2 separate regions of the Mus musculus genome follow, and region 1 is linked to region 2. The links are chromatin contacts, called in public HiChIP or PLAC-seq maps. All regions are on one chromosome and are shown on one strand. Each heading gives the region's core, a stretch centred on a gene start, on an enhancer-like site or on the middle of the called end of the contact. The rest is flanking DNA. Distances are from core to core; before and after follow the strand shown.

What was found. HiChIP or PLAC-seq counts read pairs in DNA pulled down with a chosen protein or histone mark.
Region 1: a contact with region 2 is called in an H3K27ac HiChIP or PLAC-seq map of double positive thymocytes, with 2.4 times the contacts expected there. The contact joins two enhancer-like sites. A contact is called at or near these places in 3 of 115 datasets of contacts at active chromatin or transcription factors (bone marrow-derived macrophages, double positive thymocytes and embryonic stem cells).

What each region holds. Positions count from the first base shown.
Region 1 is chr11:75,559,919-75,565,215 of GRCm38.p6, reverse strand. Slc43a2 (solute carrier family 43, member 2) reads right to left here. Exons shown (of 14, transcript NM_001199283.1): 6 at 4,225-4,317; 7 at 2,311-2,444; 8 at 2,023-2,225; 9 at 1,508-1,654. Among named protein-coding and RNA genes, the nearest start is that of Mir3971, 11 kb to the right of the region's middle. Within about 2 kb of position 4,040, at least 97 of the 459 cell types and tissues checked have an H3K27ac peak or open chromatin away from gene starts, as enhancers often do. A contact at or near this core is called in double positive thymocytes, where this site is marked.
Region 2 is chr11:75,010,054-75,015,203 of GRCm38.p6, reverse strand. The region is part of intron 10 of Smg6 (Smg-6 homolog, nonsense mediated mRNA decay factor (C. elegans)); the gene reads right to left. Among named protein-coding and RNA genes, the nearest start is that of Srr, 87 kb to the right of the region's middle. Within about 2 kb of position 2,048, at least 205 of the 459 cell types and tissues checked have an H3K27ac peak or open chromatin away from gene starts, as enhancers often do. A contact at or near this core is called in double positive thymocytes, where this site is marked.

The DNA.
Region 1 (5,297 bases), core at 2,791-5,290, 550 kb before region 2:
GGCAGGTACCTGGAGAGGCTAAACAGCAGCGAGCAAGGCTCATCTAGATCTACTGCCCCTAACCCATGCAGGCCTCCAATGTGCCCTGCAACCTCAGAGGACTCTGAACCTTGCCTTTCCACTTCCACCTCTGAGTGCTGGGATCACAGGCAGTCATCGCTGTGCAACTTATGTGGTGCAAGTGCCATGAGCGCTAAGAAAGCACTCTACCATCAAGACCCCCTATATTACCAAAAAAAAAAAAAAATTGTTCCAGGGGTATAAAGTTAGGAAATTATAGCCAGGCAGTGGTGGTGTACAACTTTGATCCTGCAACCTCTCGAGAAGCAGAAGCAGGCAGATCTCTGTGAGTTCGAGGCCAGCCTGGTCTACAGAGTGAGTTCCAGGACAGCCAGGGCTACACAGAGAAACAGTCTCAAAAAAGAAAAAAACCAAAACCAAAACCAAAACAAACAAATAAAAAAGTTAGGGAACTATCATTAGATTAAACAAAGCTTAAGGTCTTCTCCTCCTAAGGCCCTGAGGTCATTACCAAGGCCCATCATGATTTTTTTTTTGCTCATTACATTCGGCTTCTTTCCACTTCTCCCCTCTGAGAAGCCATTAGTTGCCAGGAGCTTTTCCCTCTGTGAAAGCCAGCCTTCCTGTCCCTGCGGATAACTGGTATTTGGCCCCTTGCAAGGACTGCGTTATCTTTCCCTGGGTAAAAACAAGTTAGCCAACAAAAGAAAGTGGCAGGCCGGTGAGACTGCCAACAAAGATTTGCCACCGAGTGTGTTTGTCCTGCTTGCTCAGGATGACTAAAGCTGACTCAGCCAGGCCTGGGGAAGTCCTGACTTTCTCTGCGCAGCAAAGCCCCTCGTCAGCTCAAGACCTGCTACTGTTTTCCTGTGGGTTATCAGTTCTGTTTCCCAGAGTGAACAAGCCTCAACTGGAGTACTTCGTTCCTGGGAAGCCTCTGTTTTCCCTGGTTCCCAGGGCAGGACATCGATCATAGAGTAGGCCCCCACTGACCCGTAGTCCTCAGTCGGGACAAAGGTCCTCCCTCAGCCCCCAGGTTGTCCAAGTGCCAAGCTAGTCCCTTTGGATCAGGGATGTGACGGGTGGGGCTGGGCTGCTGTCTTCGGCTCTGGGTCGTGTTCTCAGCAGACAGCCCGCAGTCCTCCCCACTGGCACTGAAAGCATTCACCCCACACCCGAAACACAGCGCTATTTCAGTCCTCTCCCTCCTTAGCCGGGAAAACCCTGATGGGGACATGAAAGAACAGTCAAGCTGGCCGTGACAAGACAAGCCAGCAGGGCCTCAGACACGGCAACTTCACAGCCCTACTGATGTGATCTAGGTCACAAAGTACATAAGCTGGAGGGGACGGAGGGCTTTATTGGGCTGGTGAGAGTAGCAGCACTGCCCTACCCTGGAGGGATGCATCAAGGAAGGCCCAGAGGTATGTGTGTGTGTGTGTGTGTGTGTGTGTGTGTGTGTGTGTGTGTAGTGGGGGACACTTACCTGTCTTCTGGTCCCCCCTGACCAGGAACTCAAGGATGCTGTTCATAGCCCCCATGTAGAAGATAAGTCGCAGCTGTGTGACACACATGGTGACCAGGCTGAGCACCAGGAGGGGGCTGAACACACTGTGCATAAACGATGGGGCCGCTGTGGGAAGAAGGCATAAAGCTCAGGTTCAGGAAATATGGCCCATCCAGCACCCAGGGCCTGGGGAAGGGACGAAGGCTCAGTGTGTGGACTATGCTGGCGGTGAGGGACAGTGAAGAGCCCCGCTGAGGTCTGTGGTCTTGATGCTCATCAGCAGACCCCCTAAGCTCTGCGGAACTCAGTGTAACCAGGTCCCTCTCCCCCTTTAAGACAGAATAGGTATGCAGTGAGAAGATACCCAGAGTCTCAGTCAGTGATTACCAATCAAGGGGGCTGTGGGCTAGACCTGCAGTGTAAATGCAGCTACCCTCCCCCTGCCCCCGGGTCTCTTGGGCCAACCTGGATAGGGACAGTCATGTTTTGGGTACCTGCAGCATCAGGCTGGCACTTCACCTCCAGGTCCACAGTGGACAGACACAGCTTGTGGCCCTCCTGCAGGGCGGCTTGCTCCTTGGCAGTCCGCATAGAGCTGCCCACGCTCAGACGGCGCCCCACTGTGGTCACCTGCTTGTAGAACTGCTTCCCTGTGATCTTGTGGTCAAAGCCTAGCCAGCTGAACTTGATCTTCACCCTAGCAGCCATAGGAAGGGTGTTTGTAGGTTGCTGCCCGGTCCCTGGCTGGTGTGAGGGTAGGGCAGAGAGCATGCCTAACTTACGAGTAGTCCATGTCCTCTGGGCCTGGGAAGGGCTCGAGTGGCCAGTTGAAGAAACAGTTGAAAAAAACCAGGCCAGAGCAGCCAGCCCAGACCACTAGGATGCCAATGAAGGAGGCGCCAGCGTCGTAGATGAGCTGTCAGAAGAGGGAGCAGTGTTATCAATGGGAAACCAGAATGGGCATTGGGCAGGGGACAGTTGGGAGCTCTCACTGTGCTGGGCCATATAGAGAGGCTCAACCCTGTGATCTGAGCTGTTTGGCTATTAGAACCCCATGCTCTGATAATCCCAACCTGTCTGAACCTAGAATCCAATTTGAATCAAATGTCACCATCTTGAAAGGTGACTGAGTTATTGCTGTCATGTCTGCCTTGCTGGGTCACAGTAAACAGTCCTGGCTAAGACTTTTCTGCTTCTTCTGAGTGTTTTTCCCCCTCTGTTTTGAGACAGGTTCTCGTGTAGCCCTGGCTGGCTTCAAACTCTTGATCCTCCTGCCTCCGCATCCAGAGTGTTGGGATCACAGGCAGCCTAGCCATTCTGTTTGACTGTCTAGTTCCCCAAGGACAGGAACCTGCCGGCCTCATCCACTGATACTTCTCTAAGTATACACAGGGCAGGTGCTCCAGACACTCAGGAGACCAACTGACTTAGCTCCTTTGGTGCCTCTGTGAAACAGGTATTGATGCTATACTTGGAGAGTGCTTCAGCAGGATTAGTGGTGATCCTGGCAGAGGGCAGAGAGCCAAGCATTCCAGCACCAATTGATACCATTTCTTTCTTTCTATTTTTTTTTCCTCTTCCCTACTCTCTTTTCTTTCCAAGACAGTGTTTTTCTGTGTAGCCCAGGCTGTTCTGGAACTCACTCTGTAGACCAGGCTGGCCTCGAACTCAGAAATCCACCTGCTTCTGCCTCCCAAGTGCTGGGATTAAAGGCTTGCGCCACCACTGCCCAGCTCTTTTCTTTGTACCAGAAATTGAACTTGGGGCCTCCCATGTGCTTGCCAACTATCTAACAGTGAACTTTACTCATGGTCCTTAAAAAAGCTGAGATAAGTAGAGACTTAACTTGCCCAGGCTGCCCTTGAACGTTCCATGCCCTCCTGCCTCAGCCTTCTCAGTAGTTGTCATTACAGGCCCATGCCCCTAGGCCTGTCTTGATCATCCCCATTTCATCCCAACGTGAGGTCCTCTAAGTGCCTTAGCATGTACCTGCCCAGCTCCCTGGGCGGAGGCTAGCATTCTACACAGAAGCCAAGGAGCGTCTGCTTCTGCCACCATCCAGGAGCAAGAGGAAGTTCACAGGGTGGCTGGCCAGATTCCTACCACCTAGCACGTGGACCCCCAGGTTCCCAGCCTACATCTGAGGCCCCCTCTCATCATCACAGAGCCCCATACCCCCCGAAGTGGGCTTCTACTTGATGCCAGTGCTTGGGGAGAGAAGAGCCCTTGGTGACCTCCTGACAGAAGCCTAGGAGACTCTGAGCCTAGGCTTCTTCCTGATGCCATGTGACTTCCACAGGCTCAGAATTCTGCCTGGGAGGGAAACAGCTGAACCAACTTGGCGGACAGCAGAGCTCTGGCTACTGGGCAGCAACAGCCCAACATCAACAGGCTGGAGTGTCCTGGAGGCAAGCTCACCCACCCTCCTTTCCTGTCCCCAGGCAGTCTGGGGTCACACACCACAGAACAACACTCAAGCTCCCCTCTTCCGGGGCCCAGGGGTTTTCTTTTCTTGCTCCTGTGGTGCCAGGTGCATCCTGCCTAGGTGGGAGGGGCAGCTGAGGAGCCACCCCTAGTGTTCACAATGACGGACCTCTTCAGAGAGGCTGCAGTGGCCTAGGTGGAGGCCTCTGCCCAGATGCTAGGGAAAAGCGTGAGTTGGGAGGTGGAGAGCCACGGGCTGGCCACACCCTCACCTTTATTCCTGGGAAGGTAACTGCTGAGGAAGCGTAGGATCCAATCATCAAGGCAATAAATGTGGACCGAAGGTCGCCGAACATATTGGGCAGCTGAGGGGATGGATGGAGAAAGGCAGGCTTAGGTCACAGGTGCATCTCACCTTTGACATTGTGACGCAACACTCTCATCTGCAAAATTCAAACCAAAGAACTACGCAATTGAGCTTACAAGAGTGCCAGGAAGGTCCTAGGTAAGCTTTATGACTTTGTGTTGGAGTACATTTATAGCTGTCCTGGGCTGTTGGCCTCGCCTAAGGGAGAAGGGAAGGGAGCAGCTAGCAATGGCCAGGCCTCACGTCTCAGCCACCCTCCTCTGTGGAATTCACAGCACAGCAGTCTAGGCAACTGCCACAAATTAATGGCAAGCTTTCTTTTTCCCTTCCCGGACAGAGACAGAGAAAAAGACATGACTGTCTGCACACTGCCCCGCCACTCCTTACACAGGCCAGGGCTTACCACAGTTGCTGTATTTGAAGGAGGCTGTCAGAGAGCAAAGCTGTAAACCTTAAGCACCCCTCAAAGGGAGAAAGCCCGTTAAAAATAAGAATCTATTTGGGGAAATGAGTGTCATTTTATAAATAAAAATATCAGAGTCCCAGAAAGACCAGATGTCAGCAAAAGCTGCTTTTGGTTTTCAGAGTATGTTTCTGGAAGGTGCCAATCACAGTCCTAACAAGACAGGTGGCTCCCCAAGTCCTGACTGAGTTTTTGAGTGTAACCAGGGGATTTGTTCCAACTTGATGCTACCCTGGGAGCCACCTAGCACCTCCAGGAAGCAAAGATTAGGAAGGCTCTGGCTGTTTTTAACATGACCACTCACATGGGTGCAAAGCAAGATTGGGCCCATCTGAAATGATTTCAAGGCCAACCCTCAATGATTCTGCAGAAACTCAGTTGTGATTACAGGCCCGTGCTAAGACACCACAACCTGGGCTGGAGCCGCTGCTCGCGAGTTACAAGCGCTTAAAGCTCTTGCAGAGAATCTGGGTTTGGTTCTCAGGACTGACAGGGTAGCTCACAGTCATCCGTAA
Region 2 (5,150 bases), core at 799-3,298:
AAAGAAGACCTACAGTTAGCAGCAGGAAAGAACATTAGGTCCCAATACAAGCCTCAAGAGCCCATGCCCAAAAGAAACAAAAGGGCACTAACCCTGTTTTTGTTCTGACCAGCTCCACAAGAATTCATGCCATAACGGCACACTGGGAGGCCTGGCGTGACTTACCCAGGCCTAAGCTGTTCATGCCCAAGCTCCGCACAAAAAGAAAAGTGTCGTCCAAGACAGATGGATCCTGCCTGACCACTCAGCAGAGGGCCTGGAGAGTCTGACCAGTTAAGGAGACAAATAACACATCTTCTTCTCCATGCCCCAAACCCTACCAGGTCCCCAGAGAGGCAAAACAAAGGTCATCAGAAGCAGACAATTATACAAGATCTATGTTGTGAAGGCAAGCAGACTACAGTCAGTTCTGGACTGTGCCCCATACCACATCCCAGATCACTTATCACAATGCTGGAAATATTACTCACAGGATGAGCCAGTCCATCCCTCCTCAGGGCTGGTGCTAAGAAGTCTGATTAGAAACTGGCAGTCAACTCTAACATGCTCATTTATAATAAAAGGTATGCATTAAACAAACTTGCCCAAACCTTTAACAAATCATGACTGTCATCCTTACTTTGCTTTAAACACACACACACACACACACACACACACACGCACGCACGCACGCGCGCGCGCGACTGAACCTAGGGCCTCAGGCATACTAGGCAATTGATCCACCACTGAGCCACTTCTTCAGCCTGTGACTGTCATTCTTAATCATCCACACAGACTTCTCCTTGGCAGATTTTGCCCACCTCTTAAGACTTTCACAAAGGTTTTTTTCTTCTGCAGGGCACATGAGAAAACAACTCTGTCATAAAGAAACCCAGGAAGAAAACCAGCAGAGGCAGGTGAGTTAAGCCTGTGGTGGACATTCCTTCTGGGGATGACCAGACGGGAACAGTAATTCACAGAGGCAGAGGGGTCTGCAGTCACTCTGCATGCCACATGTGTAACCCTTAAGAAGTGAGGAATGCTCTCAACAGGAAAAACACAGCAGCAAATGCTATGATACCAAAGCCACAACTCCATGGGTCCCTGGAGCCTCTCAAACTAAGCTGCCAGCTAGGGAGCTAACACTAGCTTTGGATGAAACACAGCTCTGGTAGAGTAATTAATTTTTTTCTTAACTAGGATTACATTAATTTTCAAGGACTAATGGAGTCCAGCTGTAATGAGAAGAGCGGCTGCTGATGCACAAAGGCACTTGTGCTTACAACATTATAAACACACACATACACACACACACAGAGAACGAGACAGAGCAAAAGAGACCTATAAAAAGGATCCACTATAACAGGATATTTTTAGTTTCTACAATGCTGCACTAAAAATACAGCCCTAGCTGATACATCATGGCAGAACTATTCTCTCCTGTCCCTTCAGGAACAGTTTAAAACATTTATTTTTGTTTCCTTTTGCAATGGTCAGAGTAGAGAGAGAAAATAGCAACTCATTGATAAGAGGAAACGAGAGCGACATGAAAAATTGAAAACTACCTAAAAACTCATGGAGAGGTTTATTTTATTAGTTCTTAATAAATATCTTGCAGATTTCCTCAGGAAATACACCAGATCACATGTAAAATAGTTTGATACTGATGTCAACTGCATCAACATATGAAGTCTATTAGGGTGAAGCCGCAGCAGGGTGATCAGCAAGCTGAAAAACTCCACAGTACTTTGGGGGGGGGGGGGGAATCTCACGGCCTTCCAAATTCTTCGAGAGGTAAAAAAGTCAGCCAAGACACAGAGAGAAAGAGAGAGGAAAAAAAAAAGAAAGAAAGAAAAAAAAATCCCACATCCTGCTTTCAGCTGCCAGCAATGTGAAGTGCCCAGAGATTAATTCTACGTCTGGCCTGGAAATGTGACTTTAAAGCATGAGGGAGGGGAGGCTGGGGGAAGTGGGTGAGGAGGAAAGAGGAGGGCAGGCTAACTGAGGCTGGCGGCAGGCCACCACCCCCTCCCAAGCCATGTTTCAATGTAGACAGAAGTAAACCCCAACAGACAGCAGCGCCTCAGCCTGCCAGGGCCTTACACCAGCTGCAGCGCATCTCGCTTTCCCCACTCAGCCCCAAGTGCAGATGTTCTCTGCACATCACTTCCGCTAGGTTTTCTCTTAAAGGACTAGCACACAGACGTATTTCCCTCTCTCAGTAACACACTGCTGTCTTTAGGGGACAAGAAGAAGGTCAAAATGCTGAGAACAGATATCACCAAGGCAAGATCTGCTCCAGTCCCCCCAACAGATCAGACTGGGTTAAAGAGCACTGGGAATCATGAGACTGGATCTCAGAGCCCAACACTACATAACAAACCAGGTGACCCAAAAACTACGGTAACTCCACCTCTGAAGATCCAGTATCTTCTGGTTTCCACACATGCATATATATTCACACACAAATAAATAAATAAATAAATAAATAAATTGTGGAGAGTAGAAGAAACCCTAAGAATGTTGTATTGTTGACATAAACTGGCTATGTCAAAGACCTCAGACTAATTAGAATATGGTAAATTCCCCCACTCCCAAGGGCAGGAGCTGAAGGTGAAGGTCAGAGGGAAATAGCAAAGCCTTCCTCAGGGGTCTGAATGTGGATACTTATATCAGCTGCAGAAACTGTTCACCAGAGCTCCCTTCCTGTGATGTTTACAGCCTGATTGATGACTGCTCCCCTACCTACAAAGATACCTGTTCCTACCAAGATTGGCTAATCATGTCTCCTTGATCTATTTGTATACCGTAAACCCTGCCTCCTGGTTTATCTCTGTGTAATGGCCTTGTTCAGCTGTACATAATAACCCAACCTCCCCATTCAAATCTATATATGCACGATAACTTCTGGGTGCTGTGATTTCTCCATCAGAAATACCCAGGACCACCTTACCCCAGCTTTCCTGTACATGTGTCTATATGTCTATCTTTTCTTCACTCCCTCACCACTTCAGTTCATCTGTCTCTGTAATCATGCTGGAGGTAGGAGTAAATAATTTTAAAAATGCAAATACAAACAAGAAATTACCAATATGAGGTCAGCAAAGATGGCTCAGAGGATAAAGGTTCTTGTGATGCAAGCCTGACCCCTGTACATCAATGTCACACACTCCCCCATAATAATATATGAAAACCAACCAATTCCCAGAGCCCACATGAAAGTGGGAGGACAGAATCCCCTCCAAAGTTGTCCCCCCACCTGTACATCAATGTCACACACTCCCCCATACTAATAAATGAAAACCAACCAATGAGTATAGCAAGCTCTTGTTATACTTACTGTCTGCTCAAGTAAACCGATGTAAGGTCTACAAGGCTATAGATAAGGCTATATAGAGAACCTTTAATGGCTAATAAAACTTGGGGGAAAATGTCATTCTTCCTAATAGTCAACAAAATGCAATTTACAATAAGACAGGTTTGAAGACAGCTTTGTAGTTTCTTACAAAATGTAGTATCTGCTGGGGATGGCAATTATGTGTCTGTAATCCCAGCACTCGAGACTGCTGAAGCAGGGGATCAGATTTTCAAGGCCAGCCTGAACTACAGTGAGACAGTGTCTCAACAAAACTAGAGTGGGGAGGTAGATGACTCAGTAGGCAAGACCTCTTACGATGCAAGCACGAGGACCTCAGTTCAAATCTCCAGCAACTACATACATCACTGGACAAAGCTGTCATGCCTGTAACCCAGCATTCAGGGGTAGGGACAATCTGAGCTCTTGCAAAAATGGAGAGCTTCTCATTCGCTGAAGATCCCATCTCAGGGTAGTGAGTCAGTCACAAAGGAGCATACATACCCACTGATCATTCTAGCCTCTCCAAGTGTATGCTACAGCTAGACACACACACACACACACACACACACACACACACACACACACACACACACCACTCTAAAAAGAGCCCAAAATAAAAAACTAAGGTACTCTAAATATATGGACCAGCTATCAGGTTGCCAAATATTCAATCAAATAGCAAAAAACTTAAGTCTGCAATAATCACCTATATAGAGATGTTTTAAACAATCATACTTAGACCGGCTAGTACTTGGAAACAATCAAAATGCATTCCAGTAATGTAAATTAATAAAGTATAGGATAGCCAGACAACAGAATCTTCATCATGGGCTGAAGAGAATGCTCAGTGGTTAAGAGTACTTGATCCTCTTGCAGGGGACCCAGGTTTGGTTCCCAGATCCAACATGGGGGATCTAGGGGATACAATAACCCTCTTTTGATTTCTATAGACACTTAGGTACACACACAGTATAAGCAAGCAAAACAATTACATAGCCAAATATGGTGGTTCACAAATTTAATTCCAGCACTCAAGAGACAGAGACAGGCAGTCTATGACTTTAAGACCACGCTGGTTTACACAAGAGAGTTCCAGGCTGACCAAGACTACATAGTGAGACCCTGTCTCAAACCAAACCAAACCAAACATGAGGGCATATCAGCAACTGAAAGAAGGCAGCATGAAAGGGTGGAATAGTCCATGATTCCAACTATATGACAATATGGAAATGATAGAGAGATATATGGTAAAAAGATTAGTGGTAGCCTAGGAGTCAAAATAAAGAAATAGATGCTAAGACAGTATATGAGGATTTTTAAGGATAGCAAAACAAACTCATAGCCATGGTAATAATAGATATATGTCACTGTATATATGTCAAGACCCAAATGAAAACTAACATAAAATGTACATAAGTGAATAAAAATGTAAACTACACATTTGAGGTGCCATGCTTACTAAAAGTGACTACACATAATCTTTGGTGTGGGTGTTTAATAGTAGAGGAGATTGTAGAAAGGGAAAATGGATAATATGAGAAGTTTCTATATCTTGTATTCAATTTTGCTATGAACTAGAAACTAACAAAAGTTCTGACTTAAAGAAAGGTTATGTTTTCCTATATTCTGTTGCAACAAATATATGAAGGCCTACATTAGAAAAACACCATAACCCTCAACAGAAGAATGGATACAGAAAATGTGGTACATTTACACAATGGAGTACTACTCTGCTATTAAAAACAATGAATTTATGAAATTCTTAGGCAAATGGATGGATCTGGAGGATATCATCCTGAGTGAGGTAACCCAA